7 separate regions of the Mus musculus genome follow, and regions 1, 2, 3, 5, 6 and 7 are each linked to region 4. The links are chromatin contacts, called in public promoter capture Hi-C maps. All regions are on one chromosome and are shown on one strand. The core of a region is the stretch at or near the end of the contact, and the rest is flanking DNA. Distances in the headings are between cores, read along the strand shown. Region 1 has its middle 5.3 kb from the start of Sit1. Region 2 holds the start of Arhgef39 (Rho guanine nucleotide exchange factor (GEF) 39). Region 3 holds the start of Aco1 (aconitase 1). Region 4 holds the start of Dctn3 (dynactin 3). Region 5 holds the start of 4930509K18Rik (RIKEN cDNA 4930509K18 gene). Region 6 holds the start of Fancg (Fanconi anemia, complementation group G). Region 7 holds the start of Ndufb6 (NADH:ubiquinone oxidoreductase subunit B6).

The links. Promoter capture Hi-C pulls out the DNA fragments that hold promoters and counts their contacts. Capture Hi-C pulls out chosen DNA fragments and counts their contacts.
Region 1: a contact with region 4 is called in a promoter capture Hi-C map of liver, with 2.6 times the contacts expected there. The contact joins the enhancer-like site here to the promoter of Dctn3 in region 4. A contact is called at or near these places in 5 of 39 promoter capture datasets (the HPC-7 cell line, hematopoietic stem and progenitor cells, liver and 1 more).
Region 2: a contact with region 4 is called in a promoter capture Hi-C map of liver, with 5 times the contacts expected there. The contact joins the promoter of Arhgef39 here to the promoter of Dctn3 in region 4. A contact is called at or near these places in 3 of 39 promoter capture datasets (liver, pre-B cells and stem cell-derived epiblast-like cells).
Region 3: a contact with region 4 is called in a promoter capture Hi-C map of pre-B cells. The contact joins the promoter of Aco1 here to the promoter of Dctn3 in region 4. A contact is called at or near these places in 2 of 39 promoter capture datasets (neutrophils and pre-B cells), 1 of 484 Hi-C or Micro-C datasets (double positive thymocytes), 2 of 115 datasets of contacts at active chromatin or transcription factors (bone marrow-derived dendritic cells and thymic regulatory T cells) and 1 of 9 other capture datasets (adipose tissue).
Region 5: a contact with region 4 is called in a promoter capture Hi-C map of pre-B cells, with 3 times the contacts expected there. The contact joins the promoter of 4930509K18Rik here to the promoter of Dctn3 in region 4. A contact is called at or near these places in 2 of 39 promoter capture datasets (neutrophils and pre-B cells).
Region 6: a promoter capture Hi-C map of liver shows a contact between it and region 4, with 2.2 times the contacts expected there. The contact joins the promoter of Fancg here to the promoter of Dctn3 in region 4. A contact is called at or near these places in 12 of 39 promoter capture datasets (the C10 cell line, the HPC-7 cell line, cranial neural crest and 6 more), 1 of 15 datasets of contacts at CTCF or cohesin (large pre-B cells), 1 of 484 Hi-C or Micro-C datasets (B cells), 2 of 115 datasets of contacts at active chromatin or transcription factors (astrocytes and extraembryonic endoderm stem cells) and 2 of 9 other capture datasets (liver and macrophages).
Region 7: a contact with region 4 is called in a promoter capture Hi-C map of liver, with 2.2 times the contacts expected there. The contact joins the promoter of Ndufb6 here to the promoter of Dctn3 in region 4. A contact is called at or near these places in 2 of 39 promoter capture datasets (liver and pre-B cells), 1 of 484 Hi-C or Micro-C datasets (CD4 T cells) and 1 of 9 other capture datasets (adipose tissue).

What each region holds. Positions count from the first base shown.
Region 1 is chr4:43,477,053-43,479,752 of GRCm38.p6, forward strand. No RefSeq gene overlaps it. Among named protein-coding and RNA genes, the nearest start is that of Sit1, 5.3 kb to the right of the region's middle. Within about 2 kb of position 1,284, at least 219 of the 459 cell types and tissues checked have an H3K27ac peak or open chromatin away from gene starts, as enhancers often do. A contact at or near this core is called in the HPC-7 cell line, hematopoietic stem and progenitor cells and liver, where this site is marked.
Region 2 is chr4:43,507,268-43,510,023 of GRCm38.p6, forward strand. Arhgef39 (Rho guanine nucleotide exchange factor (GEF) 39) reads right to left here and starts at 1,480. Exons shown (of 12, transcript NM_001013377.3): 1 at 1,318-1,480; 2 at 510-696. It overlaps Car9 (carbonic anhydrase 9), which reads left to right. Exons shown (of 11, transcript NM_139305.2): 1 at 1-128; 2 at 1,047-1,076; 3 at 1,336-1,506; 4 at 1,626-1,768; 5 at 1,851-1,943.
Region 3 is chr4:40,141,945-40,144,700 of GRCm38.p6, forward strand. Aco1 (aconitase 1) reads left to right here and starts at 1,321. Exons shown (of 21, transcript NM_007386.2): 1 at 1,321-1,597.
Region 4 is chr4:41,721,753-41,724,452 of GRCm38.p6, forward strand. It overlaps Dctn3 (dynactin 3), which reads right to left and starts at 1,411. Exons shown (of 7, transcript NM_016890.4): 1 at 1,283-1,411. The coding sequence starts at 1,378. It overlaps Arid3c (AT rich interactive domain 3C (BRIGHT-like)), which reads right to left. Exons shown (of 8, transcript NM_001017362.2): 8 at 2,084-2,581. The coding sequence ends at 2,481.
Region 5 is chr4:40,311,728-40,314,562 of GRCm38.p6, forward strand. It overlaps 4930509K18Rik (RIKEN cDNA 4930509K18 gene), which reads left to right and starts at 1,505. Exons shown (of 3, transcript NR_040663.1): 1 at 1,505-2,180.
Region 6 is chr4:43,008,898-43,011,597 of GRCm38.p6, forward strand. It overlaps Fancg (Fanconi anemia, complementation group G), which reads right to left and starts at 1,404. Exons shown (of 14, transcript NM_053081.2): 1 at 1,105-1,404; 2 at 810-903; 3 at 251-382; 4 at 1-16. The coding sequence starts at 1,200.
Region 7 is chr4:40,278,097-40,280,796 of GRCm38.p6, forward strand. It overlaps Ndufb6 (NADH:ubiquinone oxidoreductase subunit B6), which reads right to left and starts at 1,325. Exons shown (of 4, transcript NM_001033305.3): 1 at 1,062-1,325. The coding sequence starts at 1,241.

The sequences.
Region 1 (2,700 bases), core at 34-2,533, 1.8 Mb after region 4:
ACTTCCCAGAAACATCTGCCCCCTGGCTGACATGATACACCGTGTGTGTGTGTGTGTGTGTGTGTGTGTGTGTGTGTGTGTGTGTGTGCCACACATGCCAAAGAATCCACAAAGAAAGGAACTTGGAACTGTCGGCTTGTACTGGGTCAGGTGAGGTGACTAACCGGAGAGGTGTGGTTATGTTCTTTGGTTTAGGAACTAGAAAGGGAGTTGTCTTAGTTTGCTTGTTAAGTGCTTAGAATTTGTGCCAGAGCGTAAGCCTTAATGATAGAGATGAGAGAAGACAAATAAAAAAAGAGGGAAAAAGCCACACATAGTGGCACACGCCTTTAATCCCAGCACTTGAGAGAAAGAAGCAGGCGGATCTTTTAGTTTTTCTTTTTTTTTTTCGTTTTTTTTTTTTTCGTTTTTGGTTTTTCGAGACAGGGTTTCTCTGTGTAGCTCTGGCTGTCCTGGAACTCACTTTGTAGACCAGGCTGGCCTCGAACTCAGAAATCCGCCTGCCTCTGCCTCCCAAGAGCTGGGATTAAAGGCGTGCGCCACCACGCCCGGCTATGGATCTTTTAGTTTAAGGCCTGACTGGTCTACAAAGCAAGTTCCAGAACAGCCAGAACTATGCAGAGAAACATTGTGTTGAAAAACAATAACAAAATAAAAAAGGAAGAAAAGAAAGAAAGAAAGGAAGAAGAAGAAGGAAAAAGGAAGGAATGAAGGGAGGAAAGAGAGAAAGAAAGGAAAGGGAGGAAGGAAGAGAGAAAGGAAGGAAGGAAAGAGAAAGAAAGAAAGAAAGAAAGAAAGAAAGAAAGAAAGAAAGAAAGAAAGAAAGAGAGAGAGAGAGAGAGAGAGGGAGAGGGAGGGAGAAGGAGGGAGAAGGAGGGAGAAGGAGGGAGAAGGAGAGAGAGGAGAGAGAGAGAGAGGAGAGAGAGAGAGAGAGAGAGAGAGAGGCAGGCAATGAGCGTGGTTCAGTGGTATATCACTGATCAATTGCTTAGCATGAATGAGGTCCCTGGGTTTGGTTAGCACTGAGAGGATAGGGAGGGATAAAGAGAACACATAGAACACAGGCTTCAGAGATTGAAAGAAAAATAAAATTCAGAACACACGCCATTGGGGCTACACATAAAACAACAACAACCAACCAACCAACCAACCAACCAAACAAACAAACAGGAACTCAGTTATAAGCGATGTTTGCCCAACTCCAATAAGGCCCTGGGCTGGAGTCATGGGCAACGCCAAACCAGGGGACTACAATTCCCAGGATGCTATGGGCCAGGCCTCATCACGCCTGCGCAGAGGTGATGGCGCTGCCTCTTTACGTCTGGAGGGGGCACTGGAGCTTACTTAGTTCTGAAGGCTTTGAGTTCGTGCTGAGACCAGTCTGGGGTTCTAAATCAGCTTCCTGAGCCTTAGAGCATTCAGCCCTGGTTCCTGCTAGTGCCAGTGTGCTATTCCGATCAGCTCCTCTTCGAAGCCTAAACTCTCTCACGTCCTTCGGGTGCGGACTCTGAACCAGTTTCAGAAGCACAGCCCCACTCAAAAGCCCACATCCCGATGCTGTGGTTCCCTCCTTCCGGTGTCTGCCCCCAAACCATCCTTCCTCCCTCCCACACAATTGCCTGACCTTGATTGCGACCTAGGTGTCCCTTAGAGAGATCCAAGTTGGCATCCTCAACGGTACAGAGACCAGAAGCACCCCAGTACCATCCTTCTCACGGAAGGTTCCCTACTCTCTGGATGTCTTTGGGACTTTGCAAATGGAAAGGAGAAAAGTGTAGAAATGAAAACCTCTGCTTCCTCTTTCTTTTTCTGTTTGTTTTTGTTTTTTTGAGACATGGTTTCTCTGTATAGCCCTGGCTGTCCTGGAACTCACTTTGTAGACCAGGCAGGCCTAGAACTCAGAAATCCACCTGCCTCTGCCTTCCGAGTGCTGGGATTGCTGGGATTAAAGGCGTGCGCCACCATGCCCGGCTTGCTTTCTCTTTCTTATGTCCTTCAAACACCAAAAAGGTTGGTGGCGCTGGAGCTCAGGCTGAAGGCGATTTCTTCCCCCCTCCCCCCTCCGTTCTGCTATGGGATGCTGGAGCTAAGAAGGAGTTGGACTTTTTTCCAGAGTGGGGTGGATCACAGATGGGCTACAGAAAAGTTGGAGGATTGGTGCAAGGATTGGTTAAACAGAGCAGTGTGTTGCCACCGGGAGAGTTGGCGAAAGCTTGAACAGTATAGAACTGGGCTATATTCTGTGATGGGACCACAAAGATGGGTGTATAGTGGATGCCACTTTGTTTTAAAACCGAAATATTTCTAATCCATCACCTTGTCCCCATGCCTACTGAGACATTGTTCGATGTTTCTGACATCTTTGTAAGGGCCCTTCCGAGCTCCATCCTACAGGCCTCCAGCCCACACGGCGACCACTGGAGCTTATTCCTTGCTTCACTCCGTTTTTCACTCTTTTCCACCTCGCCAGAAGCAGGAAATCCAAGCTCCTTGGCACGACTGGCTTCTGTCAGGCCACCGGACTCATCTTGCTCCTTTCCTTTCTATCGCCTTTATCGCGGGGGTGGGGGGTAGGGGGGCAGCAACTCTATAGAAGCCTCCTCTCCTTTGCCTTGTGGTGCCCCCTGCTGGACTGTTTTCTACTCGGTACCTGTTGAGTCATTTTTATCTCTGAATTCCTCCACAGGACTCCATGTTTTC
Region 2 (2,756 bases), core at 230-2,729, 1.8 Mb after region 4:
TCCACCCGATGGGGAGGATCCACCTGAAGTTAATTCTGAAGACAGGATGGAGGAGTCCCTTGGGTTAGAGGATCTATCGACTCCCGAGGCTCCTGAGCACAGTCAAGGTTCCCACGGGGATGAAAAAGGTAAGTGGTCATTAACTTCCAAATCTAGGCTCAGGTAAGTTTATGCCTTGTCCTCCCCCACTCCCCTCTCTTCCCCGAAATGCTAGCTGAGAGCATTCGGCAATTATACTCTAATAGGTAGTCTTTCCCCCCTAAAAGGAGAGAAGAAAAAAAAAGCCGAGAATAGGGGGAAATTAAAGAGGAAATAGAACTGGGAATGGACAGAGGGGGAAAATAAGTGTGTGTGTGTGTGTGTGTGTGTGTGTGTGTGAAGAGAGGGAGGTAGAGAGAATGAGAGACAGACAGACAGAGACAGACACAGAGAGACAGAGACAGAGAGATGAAAAGGGAAGAGAAGGGGGCTCCTGGAAGACACACAAGGAGCTCACAGCCGTTACTCACCTATGATTTGCGGTGTGGGAAAAGACAGGTGGAGGAACTTTGGTTTGCTCTGGGGGCGGAGGATGAGATAAGGTCTTATTGTGTAGATCGGATTGGCCTTGAACTAGTTCTGCCCTTTACCTTCTTCTTCCTCCGAGTTCTGGGATTTCAGGTGTGTGCGCCACCGTGCTTGGCTCTAAGCCAGGAACTTTAGACAGGAAAGAGAGATGAGTGGGAAGGTGGGTGAGTAAGGGAAAAAGAACGATGATTTGGATCTCAAACTGAAGCCGTGCCTACAGACCCTAGTTTGCAAACTATCGGTAGGGCTACTGATGGCTCCTGCAGTGATGGTGGCGGTGGCGGAGTCCCAGCTGGTGGTAGTCCACTGTGCTTCACACCAGCCTTGCTACATTCCTTTCTATTACGTGCAACACTCTTGTAAGACATCCGGGGCTGTGAGGCCCCCTGCCAGAGCGGGAGGGAATATTTTTTTATTCTGGGCACTGGGAAGGGACTGGGCTGTAAGAGTGGGCTTATTAATTCTTCTCATTTATGCAGGGGGTGGCCACAGTCATTGGAGCTATGGAGGTAAGACACGGCCGGCTACACAGACCCAATCTGGGAGCCCAGCCCTGGTGATCTGCCGCACCAACATTCCCAGTAGTAGCCCTAGACTGGACCCAGGTCCTACTCTATGGCCCCCCTCCCGCGCCCCGCACTCCCCCACGCCAGTCCCTGGAGCGCCCCCCCTTCCTCCCACCCCAAGCGTCCTGACTCCACCCCTCACTTATCCTAACGGTTCTTGTCCAAATCGCTAGACTTCTTGCACCTTTTCCTCTCATCCCAGGCACCCTACTCTGGCCCCAGGTGTCCCCAGCCTGTGCTGGCCGCTTTCAGTCCCCGGTAGACATCCGCCTGGAGCGCACCGCATTCTGCCGCACTCTGCAACCCCTGGAACTTCTGGGTTATGAGCTCCAGCCTCTCCCGGAACTGAGCCTATCCAACAATGGCCACACGGGTGAGGTGTCTGGGGCGGGACCTATGGAGGGGAGTGGCAATCAAGCTGTGCACTTAGGAGTTCTGCTGGTGCTCACGCTCACGTGTGGGTAGACTTCTCACTTGCCACTCCCCACGCAGTACAGCTGACTCTGCCGCCGGGGCTGAAGATGGCTCTGGGACCTGGGCAGGAATACCGGGCCTTGCAGTTGCATCTACACTGGGGAACTTCAGATCACCCAGGCTCAGAACACACAGTCAATGGTCACCGTTTCCCTGCTGAGGTGGGGACTGGGCTGTCCCAAGAAGAAGCAAGAGGGTATGATCAGAGGTCTGGCCACTATCTGATCCTTCCATCCTCTCTAGATCCACGTGGTGCACCTCAGTACTGCTTTCTCCGAACTTCATGAAGCCTTGGGCCGCCCAGGAGGCCTGGCAGTTTTGGCTGCCTTTCTGCAGGTACCCTATTTGACATTCACGTCCTGTGGGTTCATGCATCTGGCTAGCAGAGACACCATTCCAAGCACAAGCGCAAGCTGGTCAATTAGCTCTCAGCCCCATTCACTCCTTTGTTCATTCACTCAGCACCAGCAGGGAACCAGGAAGCAGACTAACACAAGGCTTCCTTTAGGAGGAAGGCTGTCTTGACAGTCATAAGTGACGAACACGGAAAAAATAATGGCCACAGAGGAGGCGAAACTTAAATCTTTCACTGATGGGAAACAAGGAGGAATACTGCACAGAGAGAGGTCAGCGTGAGCAAGGCTGGAGTATGGACCAGTTAGGGAGTGCCACAGCAACAAGCTATGCCCTGGGAAGAGCCATTTCTCTGCTGCTTCTGTGGCCCCTCACTTCCCCTTCATGAAGTGCAGTATTCAGTGACCTCTTTGTACCTGTAATAATCAAGAACGTACACTCCAAGGTGGGAGGAAGCCAGGAAGTGAGGACGCCTATGAGACTTACCAGTGTGACATTCACAGCACAAAGTTCAGGGAAGTTCCTCAGGAGCAGGCGGGCAGGCGTGAGTTATTAAAGTGAACGCAAAGGCAGTACAAGTATAACATACATGATGGTCTTCTTCAGGAAACCACGGCGTGTGTGTGTGTGTGTGTGTGTGTGTGTGTGCGAGAGAGAGAGAGAGAGAGAGAGAGAGAGAGAGAGAGAGAGAGAGAGAGAGAGTGTAAATAGTGATGAGTGAAACGATGGACCTAGATCTTGAGGGCCAGGCAGCCTGGGAAACTTTCTCCCCTTCAGTTTGCCATTGCTAATTCA
Region 3 (2,756 bases), core at 71-2,570, 1.6 Mb before region 4:
ATCGGTGGACAGCATGTGCTGTAATTAATGGGTTGCTGTAGGCTAAAACCAAGTTTTATATATAGAAAGTTTGCATTCTGTGTAAGCTACAGACATGTTGAAGTGTGCTCCTGATGTATACTTCCTGTGCTTTGAGCTAGTAATAACGGAGAAACTGCCTTTTATAAGAGCTGGGTGTGGTGGGACAGAACCTGCAGTCCCGGCACTTTAAAGGTAGATGTAGGGAGTCCAAGGTCTGGGGAGTTCCACCAAACAATGAGCTCTAAGCCTGCCTGGGGCCCATGAGTATCTGACTCAAAAATCAAACCAAAAACCCCAAACAACTAAACCCTCGGGAAGAAATCTAAAACAAAACAGTAGTTGGGGTAGGAATAGGAAGTGAAGGGCAAGGTGGAGGAGGTGGGGGACACTGGAAGAGGCACTCAGAAAACGTACTTACCACCCAGCATTTAAAAGAAAGGTGGCGTTTTGTGTGCCAACTTGACACAAATTAGTCATCAGAGAGGAAGGAGTCTCAGTTGAGAAAATGCCTCCATGAGATCCAGCTGTAAGGCATTTTCTCACCATTTTCTCAATGGGAGAGGGCCCAGCCCATGGTGAGTGGTCTCACCTAGGCTGGTAGTCCTGAGTTCTATGATAAAGCAGGCTGAGCAAGGCATGGAAGCAAGGCATTAAGCATCACCCCCACGGCCTCTGCATCAGTGCTTGCTTCCAGGTTCTAGCCCTGCTTGTGTTCCTGTCCTGACTTCCTCCAGTGAATTGGAAGTGTAAGCCAAATAAACCCCTTTCTCCTCAGCTTGCTTTTTGGTCATGGCGTTTCATCGCAGCAACAGAAATCCTAAGGCTCCCTACGTTAGTCAGGCAGTTACATGTCACACTCTGCCCCTCGTGAGGGACAGTCAGCCTTCTCCACGCTCCAAAAGAGGAAAAGCCTAGAAATCGGCTCTACACTTCCTGGGACTGAGCCACTAGCAAAGCTAGATGCAGCCTCGGGGCCCAGTTTCTCCCGCCTATGGGGAGGAGCCACGAAGATCAATAGCCTTCAGCTTCGGGCCTTCGGGCCTAGGAGGTACAGAGGGGTGGAGCAGGTCCTAGGCTCCGCCCCCGTCCGTGGCCACGAGTCTCTTGTTCTAGGGGTGGGACGGTGCCCAGCCCCTAAACCTGGCCATGTAGGGGCCTGGGACTCGTCCCTCGGTATGGTCTGCCTTCAGGCTCTGGAAAGAAGAGGTGTTCCCAAGCTCTGCCCCTTGGCCGCAACCTCAAGTCAGATCTGGGCCTTGGGGCGGAATAGGCCCTAGACTCCGCCCATCTGCCAAGATCGGAAGGTTCCGAAGGGAGGGCGCACCCGGACTAGACTGCAAGCTTCAGCCATCGCTTGCAGCTTCTAGAGGGAGGAGGTGCCCAGGCTCCGCCCCTCGGGGGGCGGAGTGAGGCCCGGGCCCCGCCCCTCTCCCGCAGCAGCTGGTTCCGGCCCGCTCTCCACCGGTCCCGCCTCGCTGCCGGAGCGTCCGGAGGACCGCTCAGTGGGAGGAGCGCGGAGTCGGCCTGGGACATTGCTAGCACCCGCCTGTGTGCTCCGGGAACTGCACTGTGAGCGGTGAGTACCACGCGGCCCCGGGGCGTCCGTGCAGGCCTTTCCCACGGGTGCAGACCCGAGGACACGGGGAGAGCTGCGGGGAGGCGGTGGAGCTGGCTCCTGGGGTGACCTCTCTACTCGCTCCCCAGCCTGCGTCGCTCTGGACTGGGAGTGGCTCTACTCGGCGCCCCGGGAGTTCTCGCCTTGGTGTGAGGGCCGCACCGCCGGGGTGTCATTGTGCCAGGCCCAGCCCACGGGATAGAAAGGAACGATTGTGCCCGGCAGATTGGAGTCCCCAGCACGGGGCGAAGGCAGGCGGGGTGAGGGTAAGAGCCCCCTCAGTGGAAGGGCATAGAGTCCAAGGTGATTGATTGAGAAACCCAAGGAGAACGGGACTGTACCACTCTGGCCAGCCCAGTGCACTAGAACCGCAGATCTCCCTGCAGCACGCATGACAGCCTCCCAGCAGAAGTTGCCGAACTTTTGCATTTAGGACCGGCAGCGCGCCTAAAGAACCTTTGTTATATAGATTGTACCTATTGATTTTTGCAGTGTATAAATACAGCGTATAGACACTTAATATACTTAATTCAGATAGACCGATTCTGTAGTTTCCAAAACACTGTTATTAAGAATGGCATTCTTTAACCTTCCTGCAAATCTCTGCTTAGAAGACACTCAGCCTGTTGCAGTATGACAGGTCATGTAGCTTCTGAAGACTTTTAAGTATATTGGTGAAAATGTAACATTGTATTGCTTAAAGAGTGGTTTTGACCGTCCAAACACCTGCGCCTGTGTTTCTCTGCAGCATACTTTAGAACCACCGAAGTAGCCAGTGCTTAGGAGGCATAGTTCACTGGGTTTGCCACTTTATTTATGGTTCTTCCATTCCGCACCGTGGAGGAGTTAACCTCTGATACCCAGGAGCACTCTGGACCTCACTTTCCAACGGAATACGAGATCCCCACAGTTGGTGGTGGCTTTGGGTGATGTTCATGTGTGCCTTGGTTGTTTCTGTGCCTGCTGAGTTGATGTGTGTAAACCTGATGTAGCACACCAGACCTGTGAGTTCAGGGAGGTGGGTGTGACTAGACCATGCCAAATGTGTAGGGGTTGCTGTAAGATTACCAAGCAGTTGAGAGGTCATGTCTAAAACACCAGGTGGCATGTTTTTGCCTCC
Region 4 (2,700 bases), core at 161-2,660:
TTTAGGCTTTAATGGGGCATCCTTACATACTATATATTTCCTGGTTCCTAACCCCTATATTTGGGCATGATATATGCAAATACCCTCACCCAGGTCTTTCTTAGCTCAAGGCTGGGGAACGAACTGGCTGGCCTAGCTCTAGCCTCATACCCTCCACATCAAGTCTAGTACAGGAGACGGAACACTCTGGGATCCCAAAGACAGTGCAATCCCCATCGTAGAGAATACAGAAGAGAATCAGTTTAGAGGCAGAATACAGTTAGTAGTTAAGGGTTTGAGCTTAAGATGTCTGCGGGATAGCCCAGTGGAGGAGACCAGTAGACAAAGATCAATCGGGTTCTCGGAAAGTCTGAAACAGAGCTACACACTGGAAACATAAAGACGTGAAATGAGTAACTGAAATCACGGCAGTGAACGAGCCTGCCTAGGACTTAGGATTCTAACAGTCAAGAGTCAGCTGGAGCCGGAGGCTGAGGAAATGAACGACTTCACTCAAGGCTTGTGTAAAAGGTGAATACTAATATTTAAGGGACTAACACACAAGGGAAGGCACACAAATAGATGCCAAAGGGGGAGAGTGTTTCGAAAAGTTGGTTCTCAAACTGGAACAGAATGTGCTGGTGACAATTTTACAAAAAAATACAGAGACACATCATTACCTTTGTTCCAGAACATTCTTAATTCTACCAGAAGCGCTCCAGTAAATGGTTTCAACATCGTAAAAAGGGATTTTAGGGCACCTCTAAATTTTTGTCAAAATTCAGACACGATGTTCGCCCACATCTGGACACTTAGGGCTCAATTACTAATCTTCCTTTTCTGGGCCTGCTCAGACCTCACCGCTCACCCTTTGGAGCCTGTAGCACCTGTGCTCTGCCTCCTCTAGGACTCCTGTCTACGCGTAATTCATTTAGCAATTAATTTTGCATGGCTCTAGGATGACACTCCACTGCGGGCTTCAGCTCTTACTGAAACTCCCATTAATCAATTTTTAAATGCGTCTGGTCTCCTTAGAACGCCTGTGAGCGCGCGGAGTTTTTGTGAAAGTTGTCACCGAACCCATCTTAAAAAGGCTTAAGCATCTCCCCCATCCCAATCCCCTCGGGAACGGACCTCAAGGGTCCGATTGGTACCAGGAGGTTCTAGATCTTTGTTATTTATTTCAGAGCCTGGGCTGAGGACGACCTGACAGAAGTGGTAGCATCCGACCCTAGGGCAGGGCCAGTGGACCGCTCCTGTCCCGCTCTGCCCCACAAACGGATCAATAGACCGGACCCCTCACCTTCCTGGAGCCTCGGGTCCCGCCCGGCCCGTACACCCAGCGCTCCAGCTCCTCCACTCGAGACTGTAGCCGCTGCACATCGGTCAGAGCCGCCATCGTTTCTGCAGCCTGGCCGCAGCAACCCGGAACAGCCTGAGGGTGGGACGTCCGCCTAAATAAGAAGACTGGCCAATCCGAGAGCACCGTCACGCCTTGTAGGAAGTGACGTCACTGTTTAGGCTTTGGATGTCGGAAATAACCGATGTCAAAGCAATCTGGTTACCTAGGTAACGTTCTGGGTCCTAGTTCTACCCTGGTTTCCAGGACTTGGTTGTCAAGACTTTTAGTGCTCTAAATCCAAGATTCGAAGAGATTTCCTCCCCTCCCCCATTCCCTGAGAGTTAGCGTATAAATATACCTATTATTCCAAGATAGGTTTATACCCATAGATCAGTAGGCAGCTTCTTGGGAGAGACACCATACATTTTTGGAATCTTTTAAAGATCAAGTGATTTGTACGTAAGCCTCTTGTTGTCAGGACGTACACCCAAACAGTCTGATTTGTGACCGCGCTCTGTGTGGTGGTGCTAGGAGAGAAAGGAGAGACAGAAGGATGACTGTAAGTTTGAGGCCAGCCTGCTCTACACAGTGAGTTCAAGACCAGTCAGGGAACAATGTAGAGAAAGCTTGCTTCCCTTCAAAAAAAAGTGCTCTTCTATTCTCTCAGAGCTTTGTTCTTCTGCTTCCACTTGGACAGCTCAATGTAGTCTGTGGATCCCCCACCTCCCAGACCCAAGCAAGAAGAGGAGGCACAGGAGACACGGGAAGTACAATTTTATTTTCCAGATGCAACCCAAGGGACATCTTCACATTCAAATCCAATCCTTCACCTGCTTCCTGAAAAGGAGCAGAATTGACTCAAAGAGGTGGGGTACCAAAGGTGACACTGACATAGGGGTTACATGACGGAGTGATAGGGGTTCTCGGGGGAAAGCTCTTTGGTAGATGCTGCTGAAATTAGCTAGGGAGACAGTGTCTGCCTTTTACGGTGAGGTAGATGGAACGTAATATAAATCCCTTTGGTGTGGAGGTGGCATGCTGACATCAACCAGGACTGGATCCCAGAGTGGGCGTCACATCCTGAAAGAATCAAGGTAGGAGGGTGCCTTCTCCCCCCCTAAGCAATGATATTGGGACTCTTGGTTCTCAGTAGCTGCTTTCAGGGCAAGGTACTGGAAGGGGGCCCTGTAGAGGGTAGAGGTGGAGGATTGGTTGGACCCAAGGAAGCTGGCACAGGTTGGCGTCGAGCAAAGAGGATACCTGATAAAGGGTATAAGAGATGTAAAATTAAAAAATAAACGAGAGAATGTGGGACTCCCACAAAGCACGGACAAGTCCCTCTGACCAGTGAGAAGCTCCTATGCCGTTGTGGGTAGCTT
Region 5 (2,835 bases), core at 255-2,754, 1.4 Mb before region 4:
TTACTCCATATATATATAGTGTGTTCTATGTGTGTGTGAGATAGTGTGTGTGATAGAGTCTCATATAACTCAGGCTAGCCTAGAACTCACCACGTAATTGTGGAATTGTATTTATCATTTAGAGACCCACATTTTATCCATTTTCTCACAGCACCAGCCTGTATGTTGATAATTTCACATTTTGGCTGTTAGCACAGACTAGCTCAACACAACTCTGTGTTAAACAAGATATTTATTTTTCATAGTAAAGTCTAAATATGCAATTGAGGGTTGATATGCAGGCCCTGAAATCAAAACAGAAACTCAGGTCCCCTGTTTCTCAGTCCCTTGCCCATCTCAGTGAATTTTATCTCTCTGGCTAGAGATGGCTAATATAGTTTTTACCAGCAGTTCCAGTTTTCTGTCAGTAACAATGTGAATTGAGGTTAAAACATACCTTCTCTTTAAAAGCACACATCCGACTTAAACACAGAACACACTGTTAAAATGGTGTGGGGCTTTTGCTTTCTTTTTGTTTGTTTGTTTGTTTTTGTTTTTGTCTTGTTTTGTTTTGTTTTTTAAAGTAGTAGAGTTCCAGAGTTTACTACATAGATGGAAGCTGTGTGTGGAGTCTTGGCTTCTTACAGACACTGAATCATCTAGTTCTTGAAATATGACTGGAGATATCAGCTTTGCACTTATGGGTATACAAAGGCAGTATGGGACCTGATAAGACCTTCCTTTATGATATTTACAAAACCGGTGCTTTAAAACAAACAGATAAAAAAAAAAGTATTGACTGTTAGCATTCCTTCTGGGCTGCACCCAACAGTTACCTGGCAACAGTCAGGTCTGCCTAACTAAAAAGGGGGCTGTGTGCCCCCTCTTCATTACTCTCTTACTCTCCTACTCTCTTACCCTCCTTGTCTCTTCTCTCCCCATTCCCCTCCCCCTCCTCTACTCTCTTTCTCTCCTCCATATTCATTCTCTCTCTCTCTCCCTTCCGTCCTCAATTTCCCTCCCCATGCTCTATACCACACTATATACACTGTGTCTGGTACCTCAGGTGAAGGGATGCTTTGCATGGGCCTGAAGAGGCATCTCCTTCCACCTCACCATACCATGCTGCTACTAAACATATCCTGGTTCTTCTCTTCTCTTCTGTTCTCTTCTGTTCTCTTCTCTTCTCTTCTGTTCTCTTCTCTTCTCTTTTCTTTCTTTCTTTCTTTCTTTCTTTCTTTCTTTCTTTCTTTCTTTCTTTTTTTCATATATATATATAACACAACATTGACCAGTGGAAGGTAAGTCTTACAGCTATACAACCCACCTGTTTTGTTGCTGGGACCAAACACCCAAGAAGCAACTTAAGGGAAGAAAGGTGTGCTTTGGGTTATGTTTAAGAAGAAGCAACCCATCATCCTAGGGAAGGCAGGGCAGGGTGGAGTCAGGTGACTAGTCACATTGTAGCACAAACAGGAAGTGGAATCAGGTGACTGGTCACACGCTAGTACAAACAGGAAGCAGAAGAAGAACCGGAAGTCGGGCTGGGCTGAGCCCCTCAAAGCCCATTAACAGGGAACTACTTCTCCACCGAGGCTCCATCCCCCTCAAGGCTTGCTTAGCTTTAGAGGGCTAGTCTTTGCTCATTATAGTAGGGAGCAGACAATCATGATGCTGGAGCCGTAGTTAAAAGCTTTACATCCTGATTCACAGGCGGCAGACAGAGAGACACTGGACCTGATGTGACTTTTGAAACCTTAGAGCCCACCCCCAGAGTCCCACCTTCTCCAACAAGACCACACTTCCTAATCTTTCCCAAACAGTTCTACTAACTGGGAGCTAAGCGTTTAAACATATGACCACCTGGGAGCCATTTTCATTCAAACCACCACCGTCCCCAGTTGAGAATCATGGGAGTTACACTGTGCTTGCTCTGAGTTTACCTCTAGGAAGACTGGCAGTTTTTCCATTAGGTTCTTGGAGCTCTAAGAGGCCTTAGAGAGAAGCTCTAGGACTCCACGGAGAGGTCCTGGGCCACCTGTCGTCATTCTTTCTTCTAGCCATCATGTCACCAAGCTGGTGTGAAGGCCCTGTGGATCCTCCAGGCCACCTCATGAACCTGTTCACCAGACATCACACCTAGAACAGCCATCCAGTTGAATCCTGCCCAAATGCTTTACCCATGAAATGGGTTTCACGAGGTCTATTAAAATAGTAATTTTATCTGTGATTGTTCTATAGCAATAGATAAATGAATCCCACAGCAAGAGAACTGTTAACTCACTTAAGAAAGCAAATGTCTTCAGGCCTGAATACTATTCCATTGTGTGTTTCAGTAGCTGCTCATCATTTGATGGGCATTTAGACTGAACAGCAGTGGACACTGTTAGCAGCACATCTCTCTGCAGTAGGACAGAGAGTGTGCTGGGTATATGCTTAAGAGCAATAGAGTTGGATCATGTGGTAGATGTATTTTTAGATTTTGTGAGAAACCTCCACATTAATTTCCATATGCACCCACTCCCACTAGCAGTAAATAATTCCCTGGCACCCACGCCGGCATTTATCATCATTTGTTTTTGTGATCTTAGCCATTCTGACTGGGGTAAAAAAAAAAAATCTAAAGTAGTTTTAATTTGCATTTTTCTGATAGCTAGAGATTTCAAAAAATTTAAAAATGTCTTTCAGCCATTTGTATTTCATCTTCTGAGAACTCTCTAGTTGCATGCTCCAGTTTTAAATCAGATTGTTTGTTTTCTTGATATTTATTTTTTCTTTGTAAATTTTTCATATTAACCCTTTGTCAAATATATATTGAGCAAAGACTTATACAAGGGAATATTATCCAGCCATTAA
Region 6 (2,700 bases), core at 154-2,653, 1.3 Mb after region 4:
TGCTGGGCCTCCAGCACTGTAAAGCACAAACACACACACATACACACACACACCCATCTCTCATCTCCCTATACTCTCTGGGTTTTCCTTTCTGAAAGAGCCCAAAGACTACAATAATACACCTGCCTAGTCTGAGGAACATACAGAGGATTAGAAAAGAACATCTGTCTCCGTGGACAGATGTTCCTCTCACCCCCCAGCCTCATCCCTAAATCCAAACTGAAACTACCAGGAGCAGAGGAGACCTTACCTCTTTCGAGGCCCCTTTGAAGATCCTGGGTAAGATCTTCAGTGAAAGCCTGGACTAGGCTAGCCCTCAGGATTATACAATTACAGAGGACAGTCAGCTCCAAGGGGAGAGCGGGGACAGCAGCAGGGAGTCCTGGAGCGACAGGATGCTGGTCTCACAGGCTGTCCCATGAAACACAGCCCAAATGGTTTCCAACCCAGAGACCAACCCCACTCCAACCAAGGCTTCAAGAAGGAATTCAGTTTTTGCTCAGACAACTTTGGAAAGAGCAGGAAGTTCTCTAAATCTCCTGAAAATCACCTCTTCAAATGTTCCTGTGTGTGTGTGTGTGTGTGTGTGTGTGTGTGTGTGTGTGTGTGTGTGTGTGTGAAAAGAAGAAGGAATTAAGCTACTGAAAGACAATCCCACCCAGTCTCTTCTGGGCTTTACGCAGGACTCCATAAGCCCTAGGAAAATCACCTCAATCCTAGAACCTCGTAAAAGAAGCTCATCTTTGAATGCTGGTGATTTGCGGGGTGGTCTGAGGGGGGAACTGAACCTTCTGGAAGGTCGTTCTTACCTTGTAGAGTGAGGAGGAGTTCCCTAAGCCCTTCCAGTGTGTCTTGGGCCGATTGCTGTCGCCTCAGAGAGGGACGAGAATCCCTGGTGAGTTGCTGAAATTATGTAGGGAGGCATTAAGGATCAGTCTTTCTCCCTTGTAACAGAGACAGGGAGGGACACATATTCCTGTCACTTCTGTTTCTAAGGACGGAGGTCAAGCTCTGTTCCTTCCCCCTAGACTAGGGTGAGATCATTACAAAGCCGCTTTCTGACATCTTGAGGGTACAAGGTGAGAGTCCCAGCAACCACATTACCTTAGCCTGTCTAACAAGCTGGTCGTTCTTTTCCCTCCACAGGTCCAGGCTACTGGAAAATGTTTTGGGGAGGGCTGGAATGACCTGGCTGGACATTGTCGCCGAGGTAGATCACTGTTACCCGAAGGGGTCTTTTCATGGGTGGAGGCTGGTCCCACCGGTGTCTTCACCCTAACCGCAAGAAGCCACTTCTGCACCCCACCGGACTCCCCCCGGGTCGCAGCCGGGCTTGCTCTCCCTGACCAGAAACCCACCTCTCAGTCCCCGCCACCACCCACCGCGCCTGTGGTTGGCCAAGCTGCAACACTCTCGGCCGCGGTTGGTTGTCTTCAAGAGACGGTTCCGCGGGAAACTGAAAAGAAACCCGGAACAAGGAGGCGGGGAGACAGGAGGCCAGCCACATGCCAAGGACGAACTGCTGGGTCTGCAGGGCCTCCGCGGGGGTCAGAGTGTTGAGGCTAGTTTAGGAGGAGTGGGTCTTGGCACCAGTCTCTGGCGGCGCTCTGCCTTAGAACCAACGGCAGTCCAGGTTTCCCCGCTCCGTGGCTGGAAGACGGACCGCGCGGTGTTTGCTGGGAGTTGTAGTACTGTGGAGAACGCCCAAGAAAAGATTCCTCATCACCCATCCCTACCCCCACCCAACCCCCCAACCCCGGAAGAAAATGTCTCCCGAAAACTAAGGACAGGAGACTGAAGCCCTTGGTAATCTCATCCTTTCTCTTTGAGAAAAACAAAAAAACAAAAAACGCGGAGAATCGGACATTCCTACGCAGAAAGGAAGGAGAAAAAAAGTACTTGACACTATGTATATGGTAGCAGCAACTCAAAACACTTCACAAAAGACATACAAGAGCCCCAAATAAAGCTGGGCGTGGTGGCACACGCCTTTAATCCCAGCACTGGGGAGACAAAGGCAGGCAGATTTCTGAGCCTGGTCTACAAAGTGAGTTCTTGGACAGTCAGGGCTATACAGAGAAACCCTGTCTAGAAAAAGAAAAAAAAAAGAGCCCCAAATAAAAAGCTTAGAAAACAAGAAATCACTTTCACAGGTTTAACAAGATTTGCTTTTGCCTTGTTGTTATCATTTTTGAAGGCTTGTTTTTATTTTGTGTTTTTTAAAATTACGTTTATGCGTCTGTTTATGGGTAGGTACATGTGAGTGCATGCAGGACTGATGGGCAGAGATGCCCAATGCCCTGGATTTGAATTTTAGTCCTTAGCCACCTGACATGGGCACTGGGAACCAACCTTGAACACAGGCCTGAGGGCCTGCACGAGCACTAAGTACTCTTAAGACGAGCCGTCTGTACAGCCCGATGATATTTTTGAGAGTTTCACTGTGTAATCCTGGCTGGCCTGGTACTGGCTTTGCAACCTCCACCTGATGGTGATCCTCCTGCCTGAGCCTCTCAAGTGCTAGAATTACAGGTGTGCACCATCTTATCCAGCAGGCAATGAGAGTTTTGTTGTTGTTGTTGTTGTTGTTGTTGTTTCTTTTTTGGGTGGAGGTGCGGGGGGGGGGGGGTGCAGTGGTGGTGGTTGTTGTGTTCTTTTTCTTTTCCAGAGAGGCTTTCTCTGTGTAGCCCTGATGCCCTG
Region 7 (2,700 bases), core at 75-2,574, 1.4 Mb before region 4:
TCCTCCTGCCTCAGCCTCTGGAGCTGCTGTGATTACCAACATGCGCTGCTTACTCTCCCTAGCATGAGCTACCTTATTTTTCAATGTGTGTGGAACAAAAACCAAACCAACTAACCAAACAAAAACATTCCACCACTACCAACTATGTGTGATAATTATTTTACAAATTTCTAAATGGAACATATTTCCTGACAGATTGGGGCTGACCTACCAATTTCAGTATTTTCACTAACTCTGAGGCTTCCTATAGAATATCCATAGATTCTAAGACAGAATAAGCACCATTCTGCAAGACATAAGGCATTGTTGTTCAAGAAACCAACCAACCAACCAAGACTTTGTACAACTACTACTTCTACTTCTACCACAATTACTGGAAGGAGCTGAAAGCAATTCCCACACAATGTTCGCTACTCATCATTGATGTGATTTAATAGCAGTCTCCAAGAAAATATCTGGAATCCTTACAATAAAAAGCAGTCCTTGAGTGAACGGTTTTTCTGCCTGGAGGTCATGGAATGCAATTTAAAAGTAACTAAAAGTGTGTTAAACGTACACAGTGATGCGTAGAAAGGGAGCTTTAGAGTCTGACAAAGCATACCAAATAGAACCCTGTCTTCTGTTGCGACCCCATGGGGCTGTACTATACCAGCTGGCCAGTCTCTGGCACCTCAACCCTACCCACCGCGTAAGTGTTCTCAAATACTGAAATCACAGCCTGTGATCTCAGTTAATTCTGACCAGTTTAACCCGAGAAAAGGTATCTACACTCGAAAGAACTGCATGTGCGGCGAGCGTCTTGTAAAACCTAAGACCCGACTTCTCAGTACACCTGACAGCCACCTGCTCCTGGACTCCAGACCCCAGCCCTGAACAATAGCGACCTGACAGCGTCTCCGCTAAACCTGAGCCCCTGGACTGATTGTCCCTTGGGGCCCTCCCGGGTATGCGGGCTCTGGACAGGGTTGGGCCTTGATGGAACTGAGAGGAGTGGGCTGGGAGGCTTGGCCAGGCTGCGACCCGGGGTGGGAACCCGGACACCCGTGTGGCTCATCACTCACCATGTTCTTCCACACGGCCCCGTCCCGCAAAAAGTTATCCCAGAATCGCTCCAGGGGCCACATCCTGCGCGGGGGCAACACGGGCTCCCGGGGACTCAGCTCCTGGTCCTTCAGCCATCGTCTCCTTAGCTCCCGCAGCTGCTGCAGCCGCAGCTTCTCATCCGGCGTGTACCCTGACATGTTGCCGACGAGCCTACACAGGACCGGTCACTGACCTGCCCCTCCCGCTCCGCAAAGCGACCTTGAGGCGCCTGGAAGCGGCGCGGAGTGATGACGCCACACCAGCCCCGCCTCTGGGGGCGGGCCGACTCCTTCGCGGAAAGCAGGCTCTGCTCATGCGCAAAGCCCTCTCTTGGACCCTGGGTTTTAACAACCTGGGTTAAGTATGAGCTCAGGAAGGTCCCTGAGTTAAGAACTAAGTGGGCGGTGTTGGAAAGTGTGAGAAGTCCTGGGGCTAGGGTTCAGAGAAAGAACTTGTAGGGGAGGGGACCGGAAGAACAAGGACGATGGTTTAGCGAACCTCTGCCTCGCCCCCTTGAATTCTCTTCTTGACCGAGAGACACTTGCGTCCGAATTTGGCTCCCACCTCTTTCGTAACCCGCTAAGTAATCTTGAGCGCCTATCTCGGTTTTCTTCCCTCTCTGTACTGCAGAAATAAAGAGCACCTTATTTGGGAGGCTTCCATAGGCTCGCTCACTCTTTGATTCTGCCGGCCCACTTTGTAAGACATCCCAAAGGTATGGCAGTAAAAATTTGTAGGGGTGTGCACGAATATTCGTCACAACACGATATGTAATAGCAAAACATTGAAAAATCACCTCCCAGATTTCAGAATAGAGGATTAGTGGGAAAGCTTATAGTACTGTAAAGCATTGGTATGCTACTGCCATAAATGAGCCTTCTATTCATAACTGGAGTAACTTCTACAATCTATTGATAAGTTAAAAAAATAAATAAGTAAATAAAACCAACTACACCAAGTATGCTACCTTTTATCCAAAAGCAGGGAGAGTAGTAGTGATACTAAATATATATACATGCTCTGAAAATTTTAGAGTAATAAATGAAAATAATTTTGTTATTTGTATTTGGTTTTGGAGACAAGATCTCATGTTGGCTTTGAAATTGCTATTTAGGGAGACTGGACTTAAACTCCGAATTCCCCTGCCTCCACTACTCATGAGCTAGATGAAGTACACCAGTATGCCCAACCTAACTACTGCTTCAAACACCACCACCAATATTATATAGGGAAGATAGGATAGACACAAAAGTAGGAACTAGGGAGTTTGGAGGTGGCTTAGCGGTTAAGAACACTTACTGCTCCGTCAGAAGACTGAATTAGGAGAATCTAGCTACATGGTGGGGCTTCTGGAACCTGAGTGTTCTCCAGCAGAGAAGAATATGATTTATAAGGCTCTCTCTAGCGAACCAGAACTGGGGAAGTTTCTAAGACCAGTAAGCAACTTGATTAGCAGGTTTCTCTGGTCAAAGATGAAAACATTTCAGCATCAGTAAGTATGAATTGAATGATTTTTAAAATATAAAACACGTCACACATAACCAAGTCAAAATACTTTATTAAAAAATCTCGTTTTTGATTTTTGGATGATTTTTTTAAAGATTTTATTTATTTTGT